2 separate regions of the Gossypium arboreum genome follow, and region 2 is linked to region 1. Evidence: chromatin contacts called from public Hi-C data. All regions are on one chromosome and are shown on one strand. The core of a region is the stretch at or near the end of the contact, and the rest is flanking DNA. Distances in the headings are between cores, read along the strand shown.

Region 1 (5,039 bases), core at 767-3,266:
TGACCAGGCCATTCGTAACCTTGTATGATTGTTAAGATTAAAAGCTATATTTGAATGCAAAGGAAGCTTTCAAATATTTAGGGATAAAAACTATATATTTTAAAAGGAACTAGTTAAAATGATGTGGTATTTCTTTGTTACTTGGAATATCGGTGTTTATTTTCCAAATATTAAAATAAAAATGAGCATACTTATGTCCCATGTCACCTCCGAGTCCGAGTAACATAGGTACTACCTTCAAGGTCCTATTTCCAGAGCATTATTAGCAGAATGTGAAGAAAATTTCAGTCCATAAGAAAAGCAGAAATTTTAGCCGAGAATGAGGTATAAACAGTAGAATTTGCATATAATCTTATTCTCGGTACTCAATGGAATAGAGCCTTTATATCTTCAAAAACAAATGATGGAAACTGATATAGTAGGCATTCAAATTAATCTTGTAAAGCAATCATCATAAAAGCACTCCCAAAGCTCTTACACCTATGATGAAGTTTTAGCAGCCTACATAAGGCGACAGTTTCGATTTAGTATCTACTGCAATCGAACGTGATAGCATCGGACCGAAAAATACATCTGCAATCACAATATAGATGGCTTACTGATTAAGAGATCCTCTTAACACAAACATAGAAATCAATAAAAACTCTCTTCTCAAAAACAAGGGAAAAAGAAACTATACCTTCCAGTCCATGCTCACATGACAGTAGCTAATAATTACAGTTCTCTTTTTCTTCTCGAAAGAAATTTATCTCTTTGTTATATCATCTTTCTTGATAGTGAAATCCCAGAGATCTCCATATTTCTCATTAAAATCCCAAATGCTCATGGTATTGTAGTCGTTTATTAACTTATCACGAGCTCCCCTTTCCATGTTATATATCTGTGGCTCAAAGTGGTGAGGCTTATCTGGTTTATCCATCTCAATTATACAAAATATAGCCGTAAACACTCCAGCTCCTATGAACAAGTACTCCCCCTACAACATTAAATTCATCTTGTTAATCTTATCTGTTTTTCTTTTCAAAATATAGAAAGATAAATGAAGATATGAAATGAATTACTGGAACATTGAAAAACATTCCGGCAGCAACTGCAGGGAGGAAGAGCCATGAAATAAAGCCTTGGAATCCTGTTGGAGGTTCAATAGCTTCAATGTCATCAGCAATGGCTCCCCAAAATGTTCCTGAAGTAAAAAAGCTTCAACAGTTATACGTTATTTCACCATTGGTTAAACAAAAACATCAAATTTAACTCTTTCATGTACCTTTCTCCTCTCCTTCAAAGTAAGTATGGTGCCCATCATATTCTCCATACTTAAAATCTTCCTATAATTCAACAAAACATAAGCATTGAAATGAACCAGCATATTCATATAACAAAAATGTATACTCTTGTACTCATATACATACAGAAGACAGACTGGGATATGAATACTTTTAAGTAAAGCAATTAGATTAGAAGTAGAAACGAAAAGAACTGACAGAGCTGACGCTGTTGGTGGCCCATCTGTCAAGAGGGTCTTCATTGAGATCAGGTTCAATCTCAGACAACCCTGCAGCATTCAATCTTGTGAAGTTGATTCTTCCATCCCCATGGTTTCTAACCAGCTTGAACTTAACAAGACCAACCTCTCTTTGGTTCTTCATTACATTAACTCTGGTTTCAACCTTCTTACACCTGATTTTAGGCACTGAACTTACTGAGACAACTGAGAGTGCTGCCTGAACTGCCATTTTCTTTTCTTTTTTTTTTGTTTCTTTGTTTATCTTCCTTGTGAGCATGTAACGCCCCCCCGGAGGGCGGCCTTCTTAACGAAGTGAGGTTTCTTCGCAACTGCTAGGTGTATGAATGACCAATTAGATTGAACCACGTTGCACGTAGGGGACCTACTTGTTGAGGTACGTGGTGCATTTTGGTTGGGGGTTCTCCCATAGTTCCTGTGAGACTTGGGTTGGTTTAATCAGGCGTTAAATGAAGGATGAAGAATGCTTTGTTCCTTATCCACTTTTTAGGACGAGGAAAATATAAAGGCGGAAACTAAGCAGTGGAACTCCGCACACGGGCCAATTCGGCCTGTCAAGGCTGGTGGATAAAGGCCTACCATAGCTAAGAATACTTGGTATAAAATGTTCTGTTTTTCTAACTTGAGGCGTCCGATTAACCTGAAAATGTAAAATGAATTAGGTACAAGTAGTCGTCTTTTTTTAATTTTAAAATTTAGTAAATTAATCTCTTTCAAAATTTAAAGCAATTTAATCTCTTTTAATTTAAAAATAAGTAACTAAGGATAATTAATCATAGCGTTAATGTCTTCTAACAATTTTACATAATTTTAATTGGTATAACAACAAACTTAGCCTTTAATGTTTACTTATTTTATCATTTTGACCTTAATTCTAAAAATAAAAAAAATCAACATGTGTAGCTTCAACATTTATACAATTTTATGGAATAAATTTATGAAATTAGAACTAAATTGACAGAATATATAAATTTTGAGGGCTAAAATTATTATTATACCAATCAAAATCATGTAAAATTGATGAAACTTTAACATATTGCTCACTTTTGAATTGATAAAAATTAAATTACTCTGATTATTTTGAAAAGGATTAATTTACTCAATTTAATTTTTTACTAATGAAATACATTTTGTTGTTATGCTGGTAAATCTGCTTAATGGGTATCTTTTCTTCATTCTCTTTGTTGCTGCTAAATAATGTTTGTTGGTGGCAGCCACTATCTGGATGTAATTTCGGTTTTTGTCAATTAATTATCAGTTTCTTCCATTTTTTTTTTCTTGTTTCTTTGATTAATGGAATATAGTTTGGAGCTTTTGGGATGGACAATCAATGGAATTATCTTGAAAAAGATTGATTCCAGAAATTTTGGTATTGTGGGTCTGGAGACCTCTGCAATTGATTCAAATTTATTGAAAAGAATACCAACAAAAAAATGCCAAAAACATTTGGATTTGATTTTAAGTACCGGATATGTGTTGGTATTTAATATGATGTTAAAGTTTTTATGCATAAATAGAGAATTTTAAAAGATTATATCTTCACATTCGTGTTCGGGTAGGCATCATGCATTAAAGAAAAAAAATTAAGAGTCCAAGACCAAGCAACATAGAAAAATGCAACTGTCTAACCATTTTTTTTGAAAAACAGGAATCGACTTAGATTTTGAAAATGAAAACGAATAGAGGGGTCACCAGCAATCCTTTTTGGTGAGGTGTGATCAGGTCACCTTAAATTAATCATTTTAATAAAAGTTAAGATTTACTAAAACGATAATTTTTTGGTCTACGAATAACAGAAAATGAGTTTGGGAGTTGGTTAAGCACGAGGAAGGATTAGCACCCTCGGTACGCCCAAAAATTGATACCTAGTTGATTAATTAGTGTCTTAGTGTCGAAGATTAAAAAAACTTGAAAGACTTTGAAATACGATCCCTCTTTGTAAAAAGCTTAAATGTTAAAGACCTTCTCGTCTCAAAATATGAAATGTCACATCCAATAAGTTAGGACACGACATCTTGAATTTTCGAGAGCGAGCTTGCCTTTTATATAAAATTTTCGTATTTTAATTTATTAAAAGGGTATTTGATTATTTAGAGTAAACGAGAGAAATCAAAACCTAGTAAGTTAGGGCACGTTTTCTCGAATTCTCAAACACTGAATATCGCCTTTATTTTAAAACAAATTCTTATTTCTAGGTGACAAAATGTCATACCCAGTAAGTTAGGGCACAACACTTCGTATCTCCGAGAATAAGCATTTTTCAAAACTCGTATAGCGATATAAAAGAGTATTACGTTATTTAGGTTAAATGAGAAAAATCGAAGCCCAGTAAGTTAGGGCACGATTGTCTCGAATTACCAAATACGGAATATCACTTTTATGAAAGAATTATTTTAAGGCATCGAATAAAAAAACTTAATGTGATTTATAAGATTATGTCGTTACTTAGATTAAACAAAAAAAATCGAAACCCAGTAAGTTAGGGCACAATGTTCTCGAATTGTGTAAATACGAAACTTGTTTTATTTTAGAAAACACAATTATATGTGTCGAGTAAAGGACCAACGTAATCATAATCACATGGTGAAATGAGAAACAAATCGCAGGATTAACATGCATAATAATAATAACAGAGGTGGTGATATAAATAATAATAATGACGAATAATGTAAATTTGCAGATATATTGAGACACATATCAATAAACGAATAAACATAATGCCTAAAGCGTAATAATAATGAAAATATGAATGAATAAGAAACGTAAATAACTAAGTAATGAGAAAATAAATAAAATAATAATAATAATAATGCAATGATAGTAAGAAAAAAAAAGTGATAACAATAATATGTCAAATAATAATAATAATAATAAATATAGTAATGATAATAGTAAGAATATACAATATATAGTATTAGAGGTAAATACATAATACATACATATTAGAAATAATCATAATATTAAAACAACTATTAATAACTATATAAATAGATATATAGTAGTACTATATACATGGTATAGTTAAAAAAACATAAACATAAGATAATATGAGAAATAAAAATATATAAATGATATAGTATTAAGGTATATGCATAACAATAAAAATACAATATTAAAAGATATATACACGTAATATAAAAATGTATCTCAGATCAAAAATATATACATAATAAAATGCCATATTTGAAATATTTACATAGTATATACATGCTAAAAATAATAATAATGTTTAAAAAGTTTAATATTAATGATATTACATAGATACATACATATATATTAAAATGAATACATGATAATACTAAAAGTATGTACACAATATATATAATATATTAAATATATATATATATATAATATCTATAAAAATATATACATGGTATAATGTTAATATGTATATGCATAATATGGAGTATGATATAGTATTTAAATGTGTATATATAAAATATATATTAGGAATAATAACAAAAAAACAACTATATGAATATATATAAAATATATGTAAGTATTAATTAAAACTCAA
Region 2 (5,039 bases), core at 967-3,466, 250 kb after region 1:
CTTTCAATCAGTTTGGTTCTTTCCGATTATACTAAAGACATGTTTCGATTATCTATTGATATAAGTTGTATTTTCTTATTACGATCCGACCAAGTAATACCACTTAGTACTAGTTAAATGTTAGATAATCCATGAGCCAATATTTATTTTCATTTTTCATTGTATGCATGCAAAAATCATTGAGGAAAATACATAAATAATATTAATGTAATCAATGAATACTTCATTAAACTAATTTGTTCAAAAAATACAAGTATACATAGACGAAAATACTAAACTAAAGGCATTAATTCCAACAGTCTCCCCCTTACCTTAGTGAGGTAGATGAGTCATGTTTCGTATTCCCATGCCTTTTACATGTTTCTCAAAACTCCTAACCATTTGAGTCTTGCTAAACGGATCCACAAGGTTGTCCTCTAATGTGACTTTGACTACATCCTTTATTCTGTCCACTGCTACCTCTCTTTTAATCTGATACTTTCTATCAATATGTTTTGTGCTCTTGTTGTTTCTGGTTTCCTTGGTGTTAGCTATTGATGCATTACTATCACAATACAATGTGATAGCTTTTTCAATACCAAGAACAACTTTGAGATCCATAAGGATTTTTTGAAGCCATATTGCTTCTTTTATTGCTTTAGAAGCAACCATATATCGACCTCTATAGTAGAGTCAATAGTACAACCATGCTTGACACTTCTCCATACTGTGGACCCACTATGTAAGACAAAAATATAGCCCAATGTTGATTTCATCAAATCTTGACACGTTTGGAAGTCAAAATCGGTATAACCGATAGGAGTGAGATCTCCTCTAGAATATAAAAACATATAATCCATCATTCTTCGTAACTACTTGAGTTTATGCTTAACAACTTGGGTATATGGCTGCCTTTGTGTCGTTGAACTGATTTTAAAGATGTAATCTTGGTAGTAGGCAAATGCTTAGAAGTTGAGGCACTGCCTCTTCTAGAAATTTCTTCTTTCCGTAGGGTCTTGCGAGAACCTTTCGCCTTGATTTGCTTCTCCACATGGATTGCTAGCTTGCAAACATCATCAAAATTCCAATAAGGTTGTGATTGGACAACATCACTGACCTCTTGACAAAAATCACCAAGATACCGAGCAATCATTTGCTTTTCAATCTCCACATTTCATCATGAGATGCTCAAATTCAATAGTGTATTGCTTTACCAACAATTCATGTTGTTTGGAACTAAGAAATTGCTAGAAAGAATCTTGCCTATAATTTGTAAGAAACTTTCTTTTAAGTTTTCTTTTTCTTTTTCAATTTTCTCATGAGGTTTTATTAAATTTTCCTCCAAATGAATGCATACTTTTTCAACTTGATGGTTACCAAGTTGACTTGACATCGTCATTCTACATATTTTAGAACGAAATGGTTCTTGCTATTCAAAATTAACCGATACCCTATTACCACTAGACATATTCATGGGCCAAGCTACTTGTCCAAACCCGAAGGCCTGTCCGAAATTTAGGAAGGTTTGAGCAAAAAAATTAAGCTCGAAAAATGGGCTTGGACAAAAAAAATTAGGCCCATTTTGAAATATGGGCTAGGCTTGAGCTTAAACATTTAAAGCCCCAATCCGACCCGAGCCAAGCCATTTTAAGTTTATAATACTTTATATCATGTTATTTTTATATATTAGAACACATTAAAAAATAAACCTACACTAAATATATAATACTACTCTAATGTAAACGTTAAAATAATGTTAAGATGACCATAAAAATTTCAATAAATAAAAATGTATAAAATTATTAAATATTAAAATAAAATAAAATATATATTTATTTTAAAAATTAAATAATAATATTGGTAGGCTTAAAATGAGCTTAAGTTAACCTTTTACAAATATAAGTGTATTTAGATAAAATTTTAAACTCAAATTTTAAACCCAAATATTAATATTATGTTTAAACCCAAACCTCACCCGACCCGACGATGAGCACCTCTAATCACCACATATTCCCGTTAATTATTCAAAGCACTTCAAATAACAACCGTGCTAGCAAAAGTGTGGGGACTTTAGCATGCAATAAGCCACAAGTCTGCTAAAGTAAATATCCAGAAAAGTCAAATAGATCCATGTTTGTTGTTGGGGCATTATTTTGGGAGCTATTAGCCCATTAAGAAATTTTTTGTTGAAAGAAGAGCCCATTAAGATCTTTTCCTAGAACCGGGCATCTTCCTATATAACATATCCAAGGTTTCAGCCTCACACATTTTGAGATGTCTGAGGGCAATTTTTCAAAAGTTTTCAGTCTCCTCGCGAATTCTCATCAATTTTTTTTCTCTGTAGAAAGTGAAAAGGAGAATGTCTTCTTTAGGCACTTCAAAGGGTGTTCTTGAAATCGCCAAATTCGGTCTCTATGTTACGATCCCTATCGTTCTTATGTACACTTTCGCCAACAACACCAAGAATCTCCAGAAATTAATGGGAAATGTATACTCTCTTTTATCTCTTCTTCTCTTTGTGTTGTATCTTTTTTCTTTTCATATTTTTAGTTGGTCGGATTTGTCTGATTCGTTGAACTCTGTGACAGATTGAGAGTTTTTTTATATCTGGATTAGGCTTGAAATTGGAACAAAGTCTAATACTCATTCGAACTTTTTTGAAATTTGGGCCTCTTTATAACTGAACATTCTGGATTGTGGCAATAGGTATTTGTAAGAAAGCAGTGTTTCGGTAACTTGGTTTGTTGGTTCAAAAAGTAAATGGAAGAATGCAATTAGATCTTCTGTATCTATGATCATGTATTTTCTGCAATATAATCATGTTTAACACACTTATTGAAAATTGATATGCTAAAAGTTTGTATTATATAGATTTCGAGATATTCGTTTTCATGTTACTTTTTATATTGTGTCATGTTTTTATGCTGCTGTGGTTTTGTTATTTTTTCTGTGATATGCTCATGCTAATCAACTTAAAAAATATATATGCAGGGATCCTATTATCCCTGTTCTTGTTAAATTATAAAAAGAATCTCTTCGTAATTTGATAACCGGTTAGGTAACTTGTTATGGTCTGGCAATAAATGGGAATTCTGTATTTCAACATCGCCTGTAGATTGGAATGTTGAGACCTGTGATTTTCTAGTATCGGTTTATTCTAGGATTTTTTTTTCTTACATGAATCATATTGATGCTCTATAAAGGTTAGTTATGTTATATATCTGCCTATTTGCAGATTTTAGTTAGGGTAAACTACATCTCACTAAATTATGCTAAATTTTCATTTTGGTCATTTAACTAAAAAAAGTTACAATTTAGTTATTGAATTATTTAAAAATTTTCATTTAAGTCACTGAACTATTCAAAAGTTTTTATTTAAGTAGTTGAACTATTATCTTTTCTTTTTTAAAAGTTCTATAAGTGAGCTCCAAGTGACAATTCGACAATCTGTACAGTATATCAGTACCCATCGACAAGTAGGATAACATACCTTAGATCCAATTTAATTTGATGGTCAGTGTAGAAAAAAAAGTTATTTGATTTTTGGTTTATAGATCCGTGACGTCTAAAGCAGTTTAATGACTAAATTGTAACTTTTTTTTAGTTAAGTGATCAAAATGAAAACTTCCTCATAATTTAGTGACTGATGGTGTAGTTTAGCCTTTTAGTTATTCAATTACCGTCCATTCTCTTGTTAAGGATTTCAAGTCTACCTGTTTTCCTTGGTACGAAATGATTTCTTATTCGAGCCTAAATGACTTCTGTTTTCCTTTGATGTGAAGCGTTCGTATATAGTGTATCCTCCAGAGGGACCACGACCTCCATCACCGGAGGAATTAAGGGAGATGGCTCGGGAGCTAGCTAGGAAGAGAAACAACCATTGATGATCTTTAGTGGTGTAAGTGATCTATGTAGCTTTGACAATTATTCCTGTTACTGTTCCAGCAAACCAGCCTTTGTGATATGCTATAATAACTATTGTGGTCTTTTCATCAGGAAAAGATAGTCTGGTTTGTTTAACATTAATGATCATAATTTTATAACTAAGTTTGTTCTTTTGCTTGCTTAGCATGGAATCCACACTGATTTACTAATAAAGTGCTAATTAAGATTGTGCCTATGTTACTCGAACTCGGATATGTTGGCTTTGGATGATATAGTTACCTTATTTAAGAGACTCATGGAATTAAGTCATCCCTTGAAGGTAAAAGTATCAAGGAGGCTCCTGTTACTAGGAGTTAGATTGTATTTTGTTTTTTCTAATAAAAAAATAGGTAAACTAATTCATGTATATTAGATTAAAAAGCAAATTAATCATTTCTGTCAAAATTTTATTTATTTGACTGTTAAAAACTGGCATGGTTGACGAAATAATTAGATTGATATGTGACGTGCCACATGCGTCTCATGCTGAATTGGGATAAATTTTTAACAATAAAAATTGATGAAATTTTTAACAGAATGATCAATGTGCTCTTTGATCTAACATATATGGATTAATTTGCTCATTTTTCAAGTAGTGGAGGGAAAAATGCAATCTAACTCCCAGTACAAGTGCCTTCTTAGTACTTTTACCTTTCGTGAACTAAAACACAGAATATAAACATGGGGTTCCTTTGTATAAAAACCTGGCAGTGTGTGTTTGAGTTGTTCATGGTACATTCACATAGAAGGGGCAATTATAGTGAAGTCTTGTTAATGCAGTTTGCTATGCCACAAAGGCCTTCCTTTGCATCCTAATTTCTTCACCCCAGCTACTGCCCCAAGAGTTGTTCACCAACCAATACTTAGTCCCATCATCATCCACTCCATATTCAACCGCCGTGACTGCGTGGTCCAGTTCAGTGCCACTGGTTCCTGTAAATACACCAGCTGAGTAGAACTGGAAAGGTGATTTGCGGACCTTGTAGTTAGTCATATTATTAATTGCAACTGGAAATTGGGAGGAGTCTGATTTTGTGTTCAAAAGCCATCTTTCGCATTTCATGAGTCAAACAAACAGAAGTACCAATGTTGTCTAAACCGAATCAAACCTGCTATACCAATCAGATTAGAAACCG

The links. A called contact is a pair of places that touch in the nucleus more often than the background predicts.
Region 2: a contact with region 1 is called in a Hi-C map of leaf, with 5 times the contacts expected there. The contact joins the promoter of LOC108481476 here to the promoter of LOC108464843 in region 1. A contact is called at or near these places in 2 of 5 Hi-C or Micro-C datasets (both in leaf).

What each region holds. Positions count from the first base shown.
Region 1 is chr10:61,068,842-61,073,880 of ASM2569848v2, forward strand. LOC108464843 (photosynthetic NDH subunit of subcomplex B 5, chloroplastic) reads right to left here and starts at 2,017. Exons shown (of 5, transcript XM_017765119.2): 1 at 1,482-2,017; 2 at 1,265-1,325; 3 at 1,062-1,183; 4 at 680-976; 5 at 308-573. The coding sequence starts at 1,781. The coding sequence ends at 746.
Region 2 is chr10:61,322,110-61,327,148 of ASM2569848v2, forward strand. LOC108481476 reads left to right here and starts at 2,217. Exons shown (of 2, transcript XM_017784605.2): 1 at 2,217-2,467; 2 at 3,762-4,077. The coding sequence starts at 2,339. The coding sequence ends at 3,863.